2 separate regions of the Mus musculus genome follow, and region 1 is linked to region 2. The links are chromatin contacts, called in public capture Hi-C maps. All regions are on one chromosome and are shown on one strand. The core of a region is the stretch at or near the end of the contact, and the rest is flanking DNA. Distances in the headings are between cores, read along the strand shown. Region 1 holds the start of Tdrd6 (tudor domain containing 6). Region 2 holds the start of Tnfrsf21 (tumor necrosis factor receptor superfamily, member 21).

Region 1 (4,464 bases), core at 970-3,469, 610 kb after region 2:
ATGCCCAGGGGAATGGGCACTGAGTCTGATGTTTTCTTTGGTTTCAAACTCCTGGAACTTGGCAAAGCCAGCTTGAGCGATGACCTTACTAATGTTTTCCTCCCCCATTCTGGATTCATCCAGGATCTCTATGACATATTGGTGATCCTGCTTATCAAGAACATGGACCACCAATTCTTTGTGGAGTACCGTCTTTTTAAAAAATGAGGTGGCTTCCTGGCTCCAAGTTTTCCCCAGAGGCCAGATGTCAGCCAGGGTGCACTTCAGAGCCAGTATCGGTAGCTGTCTAAACTGAGGCAACAACATTCTCACATCACACCAGTCCACATTCTCAGAGTTGCCCCGGTCCACCAGGAACACATCCACACTCTTGCTGTCTAATCGGGTGACCGTGGCTCGGTAATAGCCATTTTCTTTCCATTTTACACAGCAAAGGTCATCCGGTTCTGGTCTCAAAATAACCCCATCCAGCTTACTGGCAGAAGAATAGAAACTGCACATTCTCTTCGTCAGCTTGCTGAAGGTGTTCTTGTGCTTTCTAAGGCGAATCCAGAACTCCGAAGGGCTCTTCACGAACTCCACCTGGGCGTCATAGAAGGTGTTCATCTTCAGCCTGATGGATCTCAAGGAGGGGAGGGAAACTTCCGCCTCCATTTCCTCAGCGGGGGACTGAGACTGAAACGCTGCCTCCACTTCGTCCTCATCTTCCTCCTCTTCCTCCTCTATCCCCTGGCTCTGAAGAAACCAGTCAGCCAGGCAACAGGATTGTACTCCGAATGCACTGTTGAGATTAATCCCATCTTCCCCATACAGGGTGACATAATACATATGCTCAAAGGAACAGTAAAATTCAATCTTCGCATTCACTGCCTGGCCCAGGATCAGAGCTTTCAGATCACCTACTTGGGACCGGGACCAGCCTCTCCCGCAGTCCCAGAGTCCGTACAACGCACAAGGGTAGGTCACCACAGGCATTCGAAAATACTCCGGCAGCAGATAGCGGAGGCTGCTGCAGCTTACTAGTTCTTTCCTTCCGTAATCGACGTGAAGCACCTGAGCACAGCGCTGAGGCCTGAAGGTCTCAAGCAAGAGAGCCCGGTACCACTGTCCGTCCAAGCCACAGGAAGCACATGGAGATCCCGGTTTGTCAGGGCTCTCCTCCCTCTCCTCCCAGGTGGCACTGCCAGAGTCCTCATCATCTGTCCCCACAGGCGCCCGGTATACCTGGGCCATGCTCTCAGAGAGACGGTGGATCTCCTGCGAGAGGCTCCGCAGTTGACAGTGAATTCGGTGGGGATGGCATACTTGGGTTACTACCACCGGCTCCGTCACTCCCAGCTGCAGTTGGGGATAAAAGTAATCCAACCCAGGATGCTCTTGTTTGGGCGCGGCTCGCGGGAGAACTGGAGCTCCGGAGCTGCCCTGCCCTGCCGCAGTCAGGTAGCGTTTGAGCAGCGAACAGAAGAGGCTGTCCGGCACTTGCCGGGCCAGACCCAGCTCCTCCATCTGCTGAGACACAACTGGCACCTCCAGCAGCACCAGGCGATGGAGGAGCAACACATCCAGGACCCGTCCGTGCACCTCCTTGCCCTGCAGGTTGCTAAGGAAATCCACAGCCCTGGGGGACCATTGCTGGGGTTCGCCACCGCCAGTGCCACCACCGCCCGCGGGCACCAGCCCTGCTAGCACACAGCCCAGCACCTCGGAGGGCAGGTGGAAGAACTCGCTACGCCCTGGCGCCAGCGAGCCCGCGCCCGCCGTGATGGTGCGGCCCTCATCCAGCAGGAAGACGCGGCTGTCTTGCGCCTGGCGGCTGACCACGCGGCAGCGGTGCCACATGAGCCCCACCTGCACCAGGCACAGCTCTCCCGGCGATGCCGACGCCCCACCCAGCGCCCAGGGACCGCGCGTGGCTGCTGCCTCCTGGATCTCCCGGCTCAGCCGCACGTACTCCTCCCGCCGCTGACCCACCAGTCCCCACAGCTGCACTGGGATCACCTCGGGATGCACGTCCACGAAGGACACCCGCAGGGCCAGCGAGGCCCCGGGAGTGGGCAGCCCCGGAGTCGAACTCATGGCTGCGGCCAACCGAGAGCTGCTCCGAGCGTCCGGAGACGGTCCCACCGGGCCAGGTCCGGGGCACCGAGGCAAGGGGAAGGACGCCCGGAGAGGCGATCCTTCGTCCAGGCGCCCGGCGCAGGGCCTCGGGGACTCGCGACTGGTAGCAGCCGGCGGCCGGCCAACCGCCCACAGTGCCTCGCAGGCTCAGATAGCGCGTGGCTGCCTGCCTTCTCGGCGCGGGGGGTTTCAAGGCGACCAAGGGGTGGCTTCCTGGCGCAGGGGACGCCTGGGGACTACCAGCAAGCCTGTGCGGGACAGGGTTAGGATGTGCACTGCTTCTTTCCAGGATGCTTTTGACTCCGGGGGAGTTCAGTGGCAATGCCTGGCAGAGATCCAGTAGGATCGCAGGGGCTGGACTCCCCCTCGGTTTCAATTTTCTCACAGTGGATGGAGCACCGAGCGCCAAGCACGGTGCCAGCCATTGGAGTTCTCGAAGAGAAACTGGGAAGGGGAAAAAAATGGATGCGTCAACGGTGCCTTCCTGGGCGTTGAGGCTGGAACTTTCCTGGTTCTAGGCAAGGCCTAGTTCAGGCCCAGCAGTGCGCTTGCGCCTTGCAGGGCCCGGATGAATTTTTCCCCCCACCTGGTGCGTTGGAGACCTGGAGCAGGTTGCCAGAGCCTCTGTAATCTATGACCCTGTTTCGTGTCTGAATGACAGATCCCTTTAGGCGCTTAATATAAAGTCTGAGGTCTACGGTTTCTTCTCAGCACTTTGTCTGGCATGGCTTTCTTCCCTCCTTCCCTTGTTGCCTAGCTACATGCAGCTAGGGCACCTAACTTTGAAGATAGATACTCTATGGATTCAAAGTGAGCACACAAGTAGATCCACCCCGCAGCACACATATCACCCCCCCACCCCCCCAAACCAAGAGGACTGGGTTATTTCTGCAAACTCTTGGCCTGTCTATTGTATCAAATGTCTTCGCCTAATTTACCATAGAAATCTCTGACAAGGGTGATAGAAGCGGTATGGAAAATGCAGGTATAATTTGAGGTGCGCCTACTAGTCAATTGCATTCGATTTGTTGTGCATTCGCAAAGTTGTATACATCCCCAGAGGACTTTCCGGTTTGCCTATACATCTCATCTCACTTCAGGTTTCAGAATACAAGAAAACAAGACAGCGCTTAATTGTGCCCCTGGCCTAACTAAATTGCAGTGGGTTCCAGATTAGAAGCTACCTACGCTTGTAATCTCCTCGAACGGTTTCTTTCCCCATCATTGTGTTGCAAATTGTTATCTGATTTCCCACTAGCCCACATGGGGGGGGGGGAGGAAATGAAATGCACAGTAGCTATTGAATGAACAAATCTGATTTTCCGAAGCTTTCGCTTCTCCACGTTGAGCTTATCCTTGAAAAGTTCATTTTCATTTCCTCCTTTTCCCCAATTCTTTTTTTTTTTTTCTCTTTATGGAAGAAAAACACACATTGAATTAAAATAAATCCTTAGCAGGGATCTGGAGAGACGGCTCAGAGGTTAAGATGATCTACTGCCCTTGCAGAGGATACAGTTTCAAATCCTATCCTTCTATCCACCATGGGTAGCTCACAACTGCTTACAACTCTGGCTCTAGATAATCGTATGCCCTCTTCTGGACTCCATGAACACACACACACACACACACACACACACACACACACACACACACAAATAAATCTTGGGACTGGAAAGTTGGGTTAGAAGACCTCAGTACTCACATGGTTGCTTACAATTATCTTTAAATCCAGTTCCAAGGAATCTTGGGTTTTTGAAGGCAGAAATTCTGGCATCTCACTTTAAGGGATGGAGAGTAACTGCTTGCAAGCAAGCAGTTCAACAGAAGCGAAGATGAAGTTAGCTAAGACATCTTCACCTTGGATTCCTAAATAGAGTTAGATACATTTCCTAGGGAGTCTCCATCAAGGAGACCAAACTTGAAATGGCTTCCACCAGAATACAAGCTGGAGGAGCCTCTGTATTGTCTTGCCCCAGCACACTGTGCAGTCCATAATATCTTGAAACTTTTGATTATTTCCCTTACTATCACAGTGTGATCGCCATCAAAGTAGGAACTCTTACTTATTTTTCTGTTCTCAGTGCCTCGAACAGGGCTGGAATACAAACACCCAGCAAAGATTTAAGGAAGAGAGTAAACCTAGAACAAAGATAGAGTGGAGATTTCACCCTAATAAATGGTTTGACCGTCACATGGAGTTACCGAGATTTCAATTCTTCAGGTACAAGCATATATATAATATATTAAGAAATACAACCAAATATTATACACCAGAAACTTATAGATACAGTGAGTTCTTATCTACTCATAGTTACTGAAAATTTAGCCTATGGCCTTGCATCTGCT
Region 2 (4,146 bases), core at 424-2,923:
CAAAGGCCCGTGAAAAATTGAATTCTGATGATTAGTGCCCCATAAGGACCTTATGGAACATGAAAACAATAGGAAGAACAAAGAGAACGAGCAGGTCAGAACCACACTTACCCAAATTAAAGTCTCCCAGCTTGGAAGATCAAATCATACATTACCTCAAGTAACTCATATTTGTCTGCAAGGTGTCAGCTGACCCCTTTTCTTTAATATCTCACTTCCCACCCCCACCCCCTTTTAAACAGAAAGACCTTTGATTGTGGTGGCCAATAATTTGAAGTTTTGAAGAATTAATTGGCCCTATTATACATGAAGACATAGTAATCCCCCTTCACTTTTGGAAGCCTCGGAGAGAGTTTGAGAATTTCAAGTTGAAATATCACCCCCTTTCACAAAATTCTGTATTTAAGGATAGTATTTTTCAGAATTTAAAAAAATTTTTTACTGGAAACTTAATATTACAGCATTCCCCTTCAGGGTTTATGGTCAAGCTTTTTTAAATATATGTTTTATTTCTTTAACTGGCAGATGTTTGAAAGATGAGAGTAGGATTAATCCTCATATTAATTTTTAAATACATCTCATTCTTCCAAAGAATGCCGAGAAAAAGAACCAACTCTCCATGTAGTAACTGGCAAGGAAGGAAATAGGGCTCCTACCATGGCAACTCCCTGTCAGGGATGCTTAGTGTTGTTTCTGTCCAGGTTCCTCACTGCTGAGAACAAATAGCCAACAATACTGAGAGACGGGGAGGTTTCTTCTGGCTAACAGTTTCAGGGATACAGTTATTGCAGGAGAGGAGAGGAGAGGAGAGGAGAGGAGAGGAGAGGAGAGGAGAGGAGAGGAGAGGAGAGGAGAGGAGAGGAGAGGAGAGGAGGCAGCTGGTTAAACCGGGTCTGCAGTCAGGAAGCAGGGGAGCCACACATAAATGCCGAGACTACACTTGCTTTTTCCTTTTGCTCCACTGTGAGAACACAGCAGACCTCAAAACACAGCAGTTTGGGAACCAACACACACGTCTCTTTGTGTCTGGCAATTGATGTAAGCTCCATGGTTTTTGCTTTTTTTCTAGCTCCTTTAATTGATTGATTGATTGATTGATTGATTGATTGATTTCTGAGACTGGATTTTGCTCTGTAAGCCAGGCTTGTGTAGAACTCCAATTTTGGCTGGCCTGGAATTGGAGAAGTTCATATTCTCATTATACAGAGTGCTTAATGGCACCGTTATGCTCAGGTCATTCATTCATTCATTCATTCATTCATGCATGCATGCATGCATGCATGCATGAGATAGGAGTTTTCTGTGTAGCTCAGAATTTCCCTCCAACTTCAAATTCTCCTTCCTCAGCTTTCCTGGCAATGAAAATACAGGCCTGCGCCATTATGCGCAAGTTATATTGGCTGTTGTTAATATTTATGTTAGGAAAAGAAAATAGTCTCTGTTTTACATACAATCTACTTGGAATCATTTTTTTTTTTTAAAGTTAAGTCGGGGTGAGGGGTGTGTGCAGGTTAACAAGCAAACGCAATTCCTCCAGCTAACGCCAAGGGGCACCCTCTCCTTCCCCTCGGTTTCTGGAGCGCCTTGAGTTCTTTCCATCTGCACAAAGAGCCCGGCCTCCTCCCGGGTGACATCACAAAGGGTCGTTCTCCGCCCCTTCGGCGCCACCACGTGTGTCCCCGAGCTGAGTGGCCATCCGACTCAGTCCCTCGCCGGCCGGTCTAGGCAGCGGAGGAGGCGAGTGCTTGATAGTGGCTGGAAGCTTCGCTATGGGAAGTCGCTCTTTAGCACTGTCGCGGCTAGCCCTGCTCTCTGGTTCTCCGCAGCCGCTGTCGTTGGAGAGCACCGGGAGGCGCGGGTTGCGAGCGCGCCTGCTTCTCACCGCCCGGGCGCCAGCGCCCCTGGGCAGGTGCTGAGCGCCTTTCGGAGCCTCCCCTGCTGCCTCCCTCTTCCGCCTGGGTGCCTGGCTGCTGCAGTGCACATGGGCTGCTGGAGGTAGATGGGCTCACCGCCCGTGAGGCGGCGGTGGATGCGGCGCTGGGCAGAAACAGCCACCAATTCCAGCTGCCGTGGGGCCGAGCGCCCCGGGCGCCGCTGCGAGCCCCGAGCTCGGCCATGGGGACCCGGGCAAGCAGCATCACCGCCCTCGCCTCTTGCAGCCGCACCGCCGGCCAAGTCGGAGCCACGATGGTCGCCGGCTCTCTTCTCCTGGTGAGCGATAGGAGGGGACCCTAGGGTGGCGGCTACGTTCGAGCCTGTGTCCGGGAGCCGGGCGGGTCCTCGGGCCCGTAGTGCCGGAGGCGCGCGGTGGGACCAGACGGGTTGGAAGGGTTGGTTACAAGGCAATAGCCAGACCGAGGAGGACTCCTACTAGATCGTGTGTGTGTGTGTGTGTGTGTGTGTGTGTGTGTGTGTGTGTGTGGTGAGCTAAGGCTAGTGAGTGTTAAAGAATTATTTTTCTTGCAATCTGGCTGCTTGAAGGAGGCGCGAGAGGTGTCCGCCTCGAGGTCCTGCGCATTTTTGGGTTTTTGCCCCCGACTCGGCCTATCTCGCACCCCAACACCCAGCCTCACCCCAATATCATTCGCTGCCAGACCCTCGGCGCGGTGCGAGGCCCGAGTAGTCCTGTCAGTAGCCAGCTGCCGGTTGTGGCCGCTCCTTTGTCGCTACTGCAATGTCATGTCCGGATGCTACCGCAGTGGAGACAGCCGGATCGGTGCGCTCCGGACGCGAGCAACCGCTGCATGCTTCCGCGCGCGAAGCTTTCCGGAGTAGGGCGCAGGCCACCCCTTGCTTCAGCTTCCTTGCTTCTCTCCTCCCTCTTAGTTCAGATGGGTCCTGATTTCTGCAAGCCAAAAGAAGAAGAAGAAGAAGGAGCCCGGGTGGGTGGTGGGGGTGGGGTGGGAGGGGGAGGAGGAGAAGAAGGACCCAGAGACCCAGGCGCCTCTAAAGCACAGGCTTGGAGCCAACCGGCGCTGTGGCTCTCAGTCGAGGGGGAGGGGAAAGAGCTACATAAAGGACGATTAATTTTCCCCATCCTTTTCTTATTTCTCCCTTTCTGTGTTTAGACATGTCACCAAGCAAGATGATGCAGGCTCTCTCAGCACCCAAATCTGGGGCGTGCCCGGATTGCAATCCTCCATCACTTTATCTGATCAAAACCTGACATCATCCCTTATCCAAAACTTACCCCCAGCTGGCCCTTTATTTCCAATATTGGGGCCAAGTGGGGAATTAGGTGGAAGAAAATTTGAATTCAAACCCTTGAGATGCTATAAACCAATCATGTCTTTCATCCCTGCAGGGAGGATGAAGGTTGTTAGCTAAAAACTAAACAAAAACAAAAAAGAGCTTGTTTTCATGGTTGGGCTGTGTAAGGGAAGGCAGGCCTCTTGTCTCCTTCCTCTAAAGGGCTTACTGCCTGGCCAGCCAAGATCTACTGCTTCCATCCCAAGGCATGACAGTTGCTATGGCCTGGGAATTCATTCTACAGACATTCTGGTTCTCTCTGTCTCTCTCTGTCTCTCTCTCTGGCTGACTCTCTTTCTGTGTGTGTGTGTGTGTGTGTGTGTGTGTGTGTGTGTGTGTGTGTGTGTGTGTGTGTGTGTTTAGGGAGAGAGAGAGAGAGAGAGAGAGAGAGAGAGAGAGAGAGAGAGAGAGAGAGGGCTAAAGAAAGTTTGTTGTTCTTAGCATTTATGAGGTAAATCTCAGTGTCCCTTGAGAGACGCTTTTCTGTCTTTTTATAACAATGGCAAAGTCCAAGCCCTTTAAACAAGTGTGGATAGTAAATAATCAGAGAGTCTTTGGGACCGTGGACTTGAATTGACAGTCTTAGATTGAACGAGTTCAAGGAAGCACTGATCCTAATGACCTGAGTTAGGTCCCTTGCTGAGTTCCCTCCAAAGGTCTTAGACCTGCTTCCGTGATGAGCATATACTGCCGTGTGTCCCTGCTCCACACAGATACAATCCTTATACAATACTTATAGATCAGTCCACTCAAATCCAATCTAAAGTTAGTGCTCAATGTATAGTCGTAATCTGGAATTATTTTTTAACTTTTAGCCTGATATATAGGTCCTTGAAGGTCTCAGCATAGTAAAACCATATGCTTTAAGTAACCAAGAAAGGGCCTAGTTCTTTTTAT

What was found. Capture Hi-C pulls out chosen DNA fragments and counts their contacts.
Region 1: a contact with region 2 is called in a capture Hi-C map of macrophages, with 6 times the contacts expected there. The contact joins the promoter of Tdrd6 here to the promoter of Tnfrsf21 in region 2. A contact is called at or near these places in 11 of 39 promoter capture datasets (the 3T3-L1 cell line, 3T3-L1-derived adipocytes, cranial neural crest and 5 more), 1 of 15 datasets of contacts at CTCF or cohesin (large pre-B cells), 1 of 484 Hi-C or Micro-C datasets (embryonic stem cells), 6 of 115 datasets of contacts at active chromatin or transcription factors (embryonic forebrain, fetal liver, forebrain and 2 more) and 2 of 9 other capture datasets (embryonic stem cells and macrophages).

The regions. Positions count from the first base shown.
Region 1 is chr17:43,628,080-43,632,543 of GRCm38.p6, forward strand. Tdrd6 (tudor domain containing 6) reads right to left here and starts at 2,220. Exons shown (of 5, transcript NM_001161366.1): 1 at 1-2,220. The coding sequence starts at 2,076.
Region 2 is chr17:43,014,882-43,019,027 of GRCm38.p6, forward strand. Tnfrsf21 (tumor necrosis factor receptor superfamily, member 21) reads left to right here and starts at 1,674. Exons shown (of 6, transcript NM_178589.3): 1 at 1,674-2,211. The coding sequence starts at 2,116.